Regions from separate parts of the Sus scrofa genome. Here region 2 is linked to region 1. A link is a contact called in public HiChIP or PLAC-seq data. All regions are on one chromosome and are shown on one strand. Each heading gives the region's core, a stretch centred on a gene start, on an enhancer-like site or on the middle of the called end of the contact. The rest is flanking DNA. Distances are from core to core; before and after follow the strand shown.

Region 1 (5,442 bases), core at 1,016-3,515:
TGCAGCCGCCGGCCTATGCCACAGTCACAGCCACGTCAGATCTGAGCCTCGTCTGTGACCTACACCACAGCTCACGGCAATGTCAGATCCTTAACCCACTGAGCGAGGTCATGGATCAAACCTGCATCTTCATGGATGCTAGTCAGATTTATTTCTGCTGAGCCATGAGGGGAACGCCTCATTCTTCTTTTTGTTATTTAAACGATCTCAAATTTGTACAAAGGGAACCCCTTCGAGCTGGATCCTATGACCTTTCCACATGTTTCTGTCTATCTTTGAGTATTTTCTTGCTTTCCGGCACAATGAGATGCTCCAAGCTCACCTTAGACATTTACTGCCATATGCCTGGTTCTTTTTATGTGGGAGGGAGATTGAGAGAGTGAGACTAAAATCTGGGGAGAAGGTTGATAGGGAAGGCAGCAAGAAAGATTTAGGGTAAGGAAATACTCAAGCTCTCCGAGCCTGAATTTCCTCCCCTAGAAAATGAAGATTATCGTGCCCACTGCATGAGTAGGTTGTGAGAATTAATAAACCTGATGATGGGCATGTTCAATATGACTGGCATGTGTTTGAAATTCATTGGACATCAGCATTACTAACATCCTTCCAACCAAGTCAGTTTCTGTGATACTTGTGACTTCCAATTACTGCTCCCCATGCAATTTATGATTTAACTTGCTTAAATTGGAGTTCCTATTGTGGCTCAGCAGGTTAAGAACCTGACAGAGTATCAGTGATGATTCAGGTTCGATCCCTGGCCTCGCTCAGTGGGCTAAGTATCTGGTGTTGCTGCAAGCTTTGGTGTGGGTTGCAGATGCGGCTCGGATCCGGTGTTGTGGTGGCTGTGGCATAGGCTGGCAGCTGTGGCTCCAATTTGACTCTAGCCTGGGAACCTCCAAATCCGCAGGTGCGGCCTTAAAAAGAAAAAAAAAAAAAAAAACCTCGCTAAAATTTATGTTCTGAGGCTTTGTTTAATATTGTTCTAAAATGTTATGAAGGCAACTAAATGGGGTTAAATAGTGCAGATTCTAAAAGACGAATGAAGCAAAGAGTGTCAAGGGAATAACTACGCAAATTTAAGGAGGAAGTCAGAGATACACAGCCCACACATACAGCATACATATTTGGGTCTATGCCTTGACAGATCTGACTCCTTTTCCTTCCAGTTTTTTTTTTTTTTTTTTTTTTTTTTGTCTCTTTACCTATTCTAGGGCTGCTCCCTCGGCATATGGAATTCCCAGGCTAGGAGTCTAATCAGAGCTGTAGCCACCGGTCTACACCAGAGCCACAGCAACACGGGATCTGAGCCGCGTCTGTGACCTACACCACAGCTCATGGCAACGCTGGATCCTTAACCCACTGAGCAAGGCCGGGGACCAAACCCGCAACCTCATGGTTCCTAGTCGGATTCGTTAACCACTGCGCCACGACGGGAACTCCCTCCTTCCAGTTTTATAACTAATGTACAGCACTGTTTAAGGTGTACAGCATAATGATCTGACATATGTTTATAATGCAAAACGATTACTTAGCACAGTAAGTTTAGTCAACCTTCATCACCTCCTATAGTCACAAAAACAAATCCGTTTTCCTTGTGATGAGAACTTTCAGGTTTCTTTAGTAATTTTAAATATACCCCCATAGAATTGTCGACTACAGTCATGATGTTGTACGTACATCCCCAGTACTTATTTATCTTATGCTGGTTTGTACCTTGGGACCTACTCCCCTCCCCCAGCTGCCCCACAGGAGGCAGATAGTGACATCTGTTCCTTAACCAGTATCGCCACCTGGTGGTGGTGTATTCCAATTGCAAGTCCAGGCGCAGAAGGAGAGCGGGGTGGGTAGGCGGGGTGGGTTAGGTGGGGAGGCCCTGGGCTGAGTTTGTCAATGCACACGATTTAAGTAAAGCCACAGCAGTAACCAAAACTGCTGTTATTCAAAACAAAACATCGAATAACAACATTTTCATGCTTCATCTCGGGAATGCTTACTTCAATAGAAGCAACATTCTAGTATGACAAAGAAATCGGACTGCGCTGAATGCAAGGGCATTCAAATCATTCAACAAACATACATACAGTTCCTACTATGCGCCAAGCTTGGGATCCATCAATGAGCAAGAAACAAAAATCCCGCACTTTGACATGGGATGCCTCTTAATATGTTCTCTATATTCTTTCTATAGTATATAAAACGAATCTAGATAATTTGTAAAGCTCTACGGATTACCAAGTTCCCTCCAACATCTACAGGTCGCATTTTGTGGTCCTACTGAACGGAGAAGCCAGGCGCAGACCCACTCCAGCCAACCTAAGAACTCACCCTTGAAAAATCGAGTTAAGCCACGAGTTGGAAGATGTCGTCGGTAGAGCCGGCAGGGCTGACCATGAAAGAATAAAACAGAAGTCACCGTCCCTCACTTTTTATCCTCAGAAATATTGTTTGCAAGAAGCAGGTGATCGAACCCGTGGAGGACGGAGGGTGACGGTGCGTTTCGGGCTTTGAGGCTCCAAAAGAGATGCTTGTTCTCCCACAGAGCCCACAGGGTGGCAGACCGGCCACTCTGGCGTCCAGGACCTCTGGTCACCTTCCAAGCGCCTGGAAAAGACCGGGTTCCAGACGCGGGACCTCCGGCCACTGACTCTCGCGCCCCCTAGTGGCAGATGCAGCCGGGGGCCGGGCCCCGGAACGAAATTACCTGACGGAACCCGGAGTGCGCGCTCCGAGCTTCCGGGGAAGAAGACAGAGCAGGACCTGCGCGCGGCGGTTCCTGCGCTCGGGAAGGAGGCCATGGCCATGGGGGCTTGGGGGTTGCGGCTCTGGAGGGCCGTCCCCCGCGGCGAGGCTGGCTGGAGTGAGTGTCAGCGGCCATGGGGACGGGAGCCAGGATTAGGAGGTGGTGTCCGCCCAGAATGGGCCAGAGGCCGATCCTGGGAGGCCCCGCCGCGCTGGTGCGGAGGAGGGTCTTTAAGTCCGTGCTGTGGCGGCCGTGCCCTCCCGCCCTTGGGGGTACCGATCCTAGGGGGGCGGGACGGCTCTGGGGTGGGGGAAGAGCCCATGTGCCGGTGCATACACGTCCTGATTTCCCCGTGGGAACACTCGTACCTGCTTGCCCGATTTGAGGCAAATCAGGAGAACTAAATCAGGGGACCTCTGATTTGGGGTTTGGAAAATAAACTCAGCATTTCTCGATTTAGATACGGGGAGGTTTGCGCGCGGGACCTCCAGTCTCTTGGAGCTTTCATGTCCCCGAAGACCTTTTCCAAGCGACAACTTTGCTCACCTTCCCAATGACCGGTCTGGTTTGGACTCCCCTTCCCGGTTACTTTCTGCCCTTACTGTAAAGCACAGATCGGGATACGGCCGAGGAAACTGGGAAGTGGAGCTCGATGGTGAGAGAGCACAGTTGAAATGAAGGTGCGGATCTGGGCAGGCTGCAGTTTTCTTCTGTCGGCGTTTTAATGATTAGTATTGGAAAGGGTGTAAGTTTACCGATGAGCTCATTTTGATAAAGGGCGTTTAAAATTCCCTTGCCTCTTGCTCTTGTTGTAGGAGGGTAGTGATGTGGGAGTGGAACAGGGTAGGTTAGTAGGTTATTTATTTTGTCATATTCATTTTTAAGTTACTGTTATGTCAGTCTTCACATCTATTGTAACTTCTGCCCAGGATTGATAGCAACATCACCAGCTTCTCAGCTGTCACCGACCGAACTGATAGAGATGCAGAATGATCTCTTTAACAAAGAGAAAAACAGGCAGCTATCCTTAACTCCCCGGACTGAGAAGATTGAAGTTAAACACGTTGGGAAAACTGACCCTGGCACTGTCTTCGTGATGAATAAAAACATTTCAACTCCTTATAGTTGTGCCATGCGTAAGTAATGAATCAGGATACCGTTTTGATGATTTTACATAAATCAGAGGAAGAACTAGGGCAGAGGAGACAAGATGCTGTAATTGCTTCCTGAACTTGCTGGAAGTTCCCCTTACTGTCTTGCTGTGTGTTCGCTGTCAGCTTAGCTGTCCATGGGTCTGGCAAGGTTGTCCTGGATTTGATTGCATCTGGCTGAGTCTAGAGTGCTAGGGTTTCTGCAGAAGGCAGACCTGAAAGCATTGCTACTAGTGTGCTTGCCCCTTTTAGACACACTCTGGTGGAATGTGAGCAGTCACCGTGTGAGTCCCATTAAAAGATCTGGGGACAGAGGGACCTCTCTGGCCTCAGATGGCTCGCTTTTTTGCCTTCCTTTCCTTTCCTGCTCTTTAGAGCCTAACCGACATCTTTTATCTGCTTGCACTTGCCTCTGTGTGTGTTGTGTTTTGTTTACATTTACACGTACCTGTAGTAAATGTGTGGGTGGAGATGTGCATGAGATGAGTGTGATTGGGGTAAAAATATTTATTGTGTTCATATCTCAAGGGAGATAACAATGCCCTGGTGCGATTTTGTGTGGAAATGAAGGGAACAGAGGCTTGATACATTATTTTCAATCAGAATGCTTTTTGTGGTAGCTTTGATAGAACTGGTGAAGTTTAAATTCCAAAAGAACAAAAAATGCATACTTAGACCTACATGCTTGTCATATATAATTAGCTGCATTGCTCAGATTTTTGGAAAACTTAGTAATGATTCTATTTAAGTAATTAATGATAGGTAAAAGCCTAAAGTGACCTGAGTGTATACTCTTGATCTTCATTTACCTTCACACTTGAATTAGTACTTAGAATTTCTTACTTGTTTGCTGTAAGATAGGCATTAGGAATACGGAGGAGGCGAAGATAACGCTCAGAAGGCATTTTACACACATCACATGTAGAGATGAAGCCTCTGAACCACTCTCAGCATGACCCCCACCCTCAGACTTGCTTATCATTCATACTGTCCATTATTCAGTAAACTTATATTGAGTACCTGTTTATAGTTTAGGCCTGGAGCTAGACTCTAGATATAGTGGTGAGTGAGCAAAAATCGGCATGATCCCTGCCTTATGGAACTTAATTAGAACCTGTGTTTTGAACACTTCTGTAAATAGTTGTGTACTCAAAAAAAATCTAATCAGGATTGGAGTTGTATTCTAGAGTCATATAACAGACCAGAACTGATTGACTTACATGTGAATTCATACTGATAATTTACAACTGGTAACTGTAGCATTTAACTTGAAGAGTGCGTGTTAAGGAGATAAGAGAGGGTTTGGGAGCAAGTCCCCAAACACATCCAGAACAGACTTCCTGTGGGTGTATATTTTTATATTTTTCTCTCCTAAGTGGTGTGTGTGTATATCCAAATATCCATAATGATACGCCTATGATGCTGCTCTCTGAATGTTTAAGTGTAGCTCTTGAAAATTGTTTATTACTTAGTAATCGACAGGTTAATTTCAAATTAGACTTATCCTTAATGATTTTGTAAATGCTTTCTTTGGGTAATTTGATTAATAAT
Region 2 (5,442 bases), core at 1,571-4,070, 120 kb before region 1:
ACCAAGAGGTGAATCCAGTTTTTGAGTAAACAAGACTAGAGGGCGAGAAATGGCCCTGAGGGATTATCAGCAGGAATACCTGTGGCACCCTTAATACGCACAAGCACTAAGACAGAGGCTTGTTTTTCTCTCTTAGATCTCTAAATGAAGCCTAAAGAAGCAACGGAGAAATCTGGGAATTGTCCAAATCTTGATATCACTAATTGAGTGGGTTTTAGCTCTTTCTATGAAACCTATTCCTCAGGATTCCACATCAATACTTCAGAAAATGGACAAGAGGAGTTCCCGTTGTAGCTCAGCGGTTAGAGAATCCGACTAGGAACCATGAGATTGCGGGTTCCATTCCTGGCCTTGCTCAGTGGGTTAAGGATCCGGTGTTGCCGTGAGTGCTGGTGTAGGTTGCAGACATGGCTCCGGTGCAGGCTGGTGGCTACAGCTCCAAATGGACCCCTAGCCTGGGAACCTCCATGTGCTGTGGGTGCGGACCTAGAAAAGACAAAAAGCCAAAAAGCCAAAAAAAAAAAAAAAAAAAAAAAAAAAAGAAAATGGACAAGAGAATATGAAGAGAATATGACTTGGAGCCTTTTTACCCAGGAAAGGTGCCCCTTGACATGCTAGTTTCTCCTAGACCAAATCAAACCTGGGTTCAAAATGCCTCCCAAGCTAAATTTACAAACTAAATACAAATAAAACTTTACAGTTACGTTTAACATTCTCTTTTACAGTCATAGATAAATTTCAGCATGATCCTTCTTCATTGGAACACATTACTAAATTACAGTGTTTAGGACAATTTTACCCCAGTAAAAGGACAACAAATAAATAACAAGTGTAATTGGGGAGTACCTGCCTGATCAACTGCGTATTTTCTCAAGTTAAAAAATATTTTTAAATACCTGAGGAAATTAAAAAATATTTTTTTTTAAAATAAAGTCAATAGCTAAAAATAAGCACACAAGTCTGTGTGTGTGTGAATGTGTGTACACATGGAAAGAGAGAAAGCAAATGTGGAGAAAGGTTAACACTTGGTGACCTCTGAAGGTGAAGATGTTGGTTGTATCATTTCATTGTATTTTTTTTTTCAATTATCCTGCAGACTTTTTAAGTTTTATGAATAAAGCTGGAGGTGAATGAAAACCAACAGTTTTAACTTAATATTCAGCCTCCACATGCCTTGCCTCAATTTAACATCTCCCTCATTATTTATGTCCTTACTTCCAGACTCTATATACACCCCTCAAGGCTTTCGGTCCTGTAGACACAATCCAGGTAAAACTGACTTAAGTCCACCTCGTGTCAGACTATGTTTAAAAATAAATAAACTTGAAAAGTCTGGGTCAAACCCTGAGAGAGGTCATTATCCCCTTAAAGTAGCTTCGAATGAGTGGACCAGTTTCTTTGGAAGTTTAAGACAACGCAGTATCTAAGAATGTTATCACTGCCCAATTCCTCACTTTGCTCAAGTGAAGCCTTCTAAATCTTTGCTCCTCCCATGGGTCAGACTTTCTGCGTGTATTTCTAAATCACTACTCATGCTCTGGCAACGCAACATTAGGCGTAGTCCTCCCTGCCGTTAACCTAATCAAGCTGAAACACAACATGAAAATCTAAAAAAGCTGATGAACTACATTAACCCATCATTTCCTCCTCGTCTTACTTCCTCGTTTTTAAAAGAAATCCAATGGACACCATATACATTAACAGATGGCTTGGATGCAACTGTAAAACAATTCTAGAAATACAACTGAATTTGAAGTGAGCGAATCGCTGAGTTGGCAAGGAGATTGGTTTTGCATCTTCCTCCGAAATCCTGGGGGCGTCAGGATCGGATCTCGACCACTGCGAATGCAGACCACGGCGGACAGTCCAGCAGGGGACAGTAAAGGAAGGGGGTGGCGAAAGGTGACAGGAACGACCCCAGCCCCGGGGGCGCGCGGCTTCGCAGAGCCCCGCGCCGCGCGCCCCCCGCCCCTCCCCTCCGCTCCCCGCACAGCCTCCCCCGCCCCTCCCCACCCGGCTCCCTCAAGTCTCCACGAACGGAAATGGGAGTCACAGCGCCGGGGACCAGCGGAAACAAAACACAGAGGCGGCCGCGGGGGGGCCGCTGTGGGGGAGAAGGCCCCGGAACGAAGCCGGCCCGCGCGGGCCCGCGCTCCCCTCCTCCCCCGCGGCCGCACTCACCCGCTCCGGATTCAGCCCCGTCGCCCCCGCCCGCACTCCAGAGCCGGCTGAGAACGGCAGCGGCGCGGGCTCCACGTGCAGCGTCTCTCCCGGTAAGACCCGCAGCTCCCGCGACTCGAAATGGGAGGCCCCGGGCCCTTCCCGCGAAAACGGCGCTGAGAAACTCCAACCCCCCTCCCGCCTCCCAGGCACCCCCGGGTCCGGGACTACAACTCCCAGCAGGTTGTGCGAAACGGACACTCTAGGCTACGGGGGCTCGCGAGGCACAGGTAACGCAACGCCCCAATCCGCTTTGTTTTACACCCTCACTTTGCCTGCGCAATCATACACCTCAACCACCCCCAAGGAATAGGACGCTGACTCGGGGCGCGGGGTGGGGGTGGGGGAAACTGAATTAGGAGAAAGGCTAGTCCAAGTGCGCATGCGTACAAAAGATTTCCGAGGGGGGAAGAGCAGGTCAAGTTGGGCGAGGGAAAGATGGCGGAGGCGTCCAGGGGACCCGGAAGCACTTACCCTCCACTTCCTCCTTCTGTTTGGCTTCTGTCTCACCTAGAGCCGTCCGGTCGCAGACTGTCTCCGAGACGCTTCCTGTCCGGTGAGTGTCGACCGACTGAAACGGCGACCCACAATGCCTTGCAATGGCGGGTAGGCGGGTGGGGGGCGGAGCCAGGGCCGGAAGTAGAACGGTGGCGGCGGTGCTGGCTCTGGCAGCTCGGGACTGAGTACAAGGTGACTGGGAGGGTAGTGGACTAACTTTGTTTCCTAGAACTCAGATTGTGGCTTTCTTCACGAGAGGCAGGGATGCTTATTACCTCTGCCTTTCAGGAAGAGAGAGCAGCCTTAAATCCCGGATACCTTCACGGCCTGGCCCGGGGTTTTTGCTCGGCGCTTTTAGGCCTGAAGGTTGTAGCAGACTCAATAGCCCTGATAATACTGCTCTCGGGGCAAACCGGGATGGTATGGGAGGCGTGGAGTCCGGGGCTTTTGGACTATCTCCCCGGCTGGGACAGCTCAAGGTCAAGCCTGCCGGGCCGGTCTGCAGCCAGGCCTGTTCAGCCAGGGCGCGCAAGAGATTGTTCTGAACTATTTAAAGTAGAACGTTAGAGGGAAAAGGGTAATAGGAATCCTGAAAGTTTGCAACCCAACTGTAAGGATTGGTAGTGCTAAAACTTGGTTAAGCAGCTTTGTTTTACAGTTCTACCCCTCGAAAACCCTAACGAAGCAGACGCTAGCTGCAGAAGAGGGGACTTGGCTTACAGACGTTGTTAACATGGTTGCCAAGAAGGAAAAAGAGAGGGTCAGGCTAGGCGAGTATGGATTGACTTTAGGAATATGCGAAAGAGGCAGCGAAAGCATAAACCTTAGGCCGGTCAGTCTTCGCTGTAATCAGGAGACCATGCTCCGTCTAAGGCCTCTGCGGCTGCTAAAACTTTTTCTTGCTGTTACCGTCCCAATTTTTCTGTTTCAAATCCCTATTACAGGCCTGAGTGGCCCCCCATGGTACTCAAATAGAGAACTTAATCACAGTAGGTATTTTATATTTATTTGTGCAATAACGTGTCTTTCTCACTAGATCAGTGGGATCTAGTGAGGAAAAAAATGAAAGGGAGTAAAGGAAAGCAAGTTTTGACAGAGATTGTGTGTTTACTTTTTAGATACTTTGAATTTAGGTAAGTAGAGGGCTCTATAGAACTTATGAAAGGATCAGAGCTGTTGAATGTATAGGTTTGGAGTTGAGGAAAAAGATCAAAATTTAAGGTATGATTTGGGAATCATTAATACTTTGACAGAAAATGGATATTTTACCTGTATTGAAATAGAAATAACGTGGTCTTTGCAGTCAGAATGAGTTAACTGTGGGAAATAAGGGGAATTTAGTAACCATTCTTAAACATTGATTTGTTGTCCCTAATAAAGGAGGGAGAAAAACACTTTACACCTGGAGTTCCCATCGTGGTGCAGCGGAAACAAATCCAACTAGGAACCATGAGGTTGTGGGTTTGATCCCTGGTCTTGCTTAATGGGTTAAGGATCCAGTTTTGCGGTGAGCTGTGGTGTACGTCACAGACACGGCTCAGATCCCGGGTTGCTGTGGCTCTGGCGTAGGCCAGCAGCAACAGCTCTGATTAGACCCTTAGCCTGGGAACCTCCCTTTGTCCCAGGTATGGCCCTAAAAACAGACCAAAAAAACCCATCACTTTCCCCTGTTTTTTTTTTTGTTGTTGTTGTTTTTTACCAGTATTGCTAGGACCTACTTTGCAAAATATCTGGGGCTAAACAAATGTAAAGTGACTTTATTGCAGTGTCAAGTGTGTTGCCAGAGGGAAAATACATATTGAATTGCACAATTTTAAAAATACATGTGTATCTCCTCAGATTCTACTGTATAACTATACTGGGTCAGGTACTTACCTCTAAGGGTCAGTTTCTGTATATGTGAAATGAGAATGATGTTAAGTATACCCTAAAATGTTTGCTTGGAGTCTTCTCAATTATTTTTTCTCTGCTGAGTTATAGGAGTGCTATAGGATGAATTCTTTAAGTAGTTTGCTTTCGTTCTGACAGGTGAAGGATATTTTGTTGATTGTAGGATTTCTTTTTTTTTTTTTTTTTGGTCTTTCTGCCTTTTCTTGAGCCGATCCCGGGGCATATGGAGGTTCTCAGGCTAGGGGTCTAATAGGAGCCGTAGCCACCGGCCTACGCCAGAGCCACAGCAACGCCAAATCACAGCCGCGTCTGCGACCTACACCACTGCTCACAGCAACGCTGGATCCTTAACCCACTGAGCAAGGCCAGGGATTGAACCTGCAACCTCATGGTTCCTAGTCGGATTTGTTAACCACTGTGCCACGACGGGAACTCCGATTGTAGGATTTCTTTTAGTGGTTTTTATGTGCTATTTCAGGGCTTCTCAACCTTGGCGCTATTGACATTTTGGACCAGATATTTCTTTGTTGTGGAGAGACTGTTGTTAAAGGATGTCTGGCAGCAACCTGGTTTTTACCCACTAGAGGCCAGTAACACTCCTAGCAGGACATCCAAAAATGTCTTCAGGCATTCTAATATCCTGGGGGATACCCCACCTCTGTTAGAGAACTGCTCTGCTATTCCACTGTCTTCTGGCTTAGTGCTTTCAAACTCATTAGTAGAGGTCTATGTTTTCCCCAAGCCTGGTGGGGGAAAACTTGAAGAATACAATAAAAATGAATCACTGGAGGAGTTCCCGTTGTGGCGCAGTGGAACAGAATCCAACTAGTATCC

Evidence for each region. HiChIP or PLAC-seq counts read pairs in DNA pulled down with a chosen protein or histone mark.
Region 2: an H3K27ac HiChIP or PLAC-seq map of alveolar macrophages shows a contact between it and region 1. The contact joins the promoter of GABPA here to the promoter of MRPL39 in region 1. A contact is called at or near these places in 1 of 5 promoter capture datasets (liver), 15 of 47 Hi-C or Micro-C datasets (blood, brain, differentiating spermatogonia and 10 more) and 2 of 2 datasets of contacts at active chromatin or transcription factors (alveolar macrophages and skeletal muscle).

What each region holds. Positions count from the first base shown.
Region 1 is chr13:189,163,125-189,168,566 of Sscrofa11.1, reverse strand. MRPL39 (39S ribosomal protein L39, mitochondrial) reads left to right here and starts at 2,265. Exons shown (of 10, transcript XM_003132745.6): 1 at 2,265-2,857; 2 at 3,670-3,876. The coding sequence starts at 2,794.
Region 2 is chr13:189,286,891-189,292,332 of Sscrofa11.1, reverse strand. GABPA (GA-binding protein alpha chain) reads right to left here and starts at 2,820. Exons shown (of 10, transcript XM_021071441.1): 1 at 2,695-2,820. It overlaps ATP5J (ATP synthase-coupling factor 6, mitochondrial), which reads left to right and starts at 2,099. Exons shown (of 6, transcript XM_021071448.1): 1 at 2,099-2,273; 2 at 2,370-2,450; 3 at 2,735-2,776.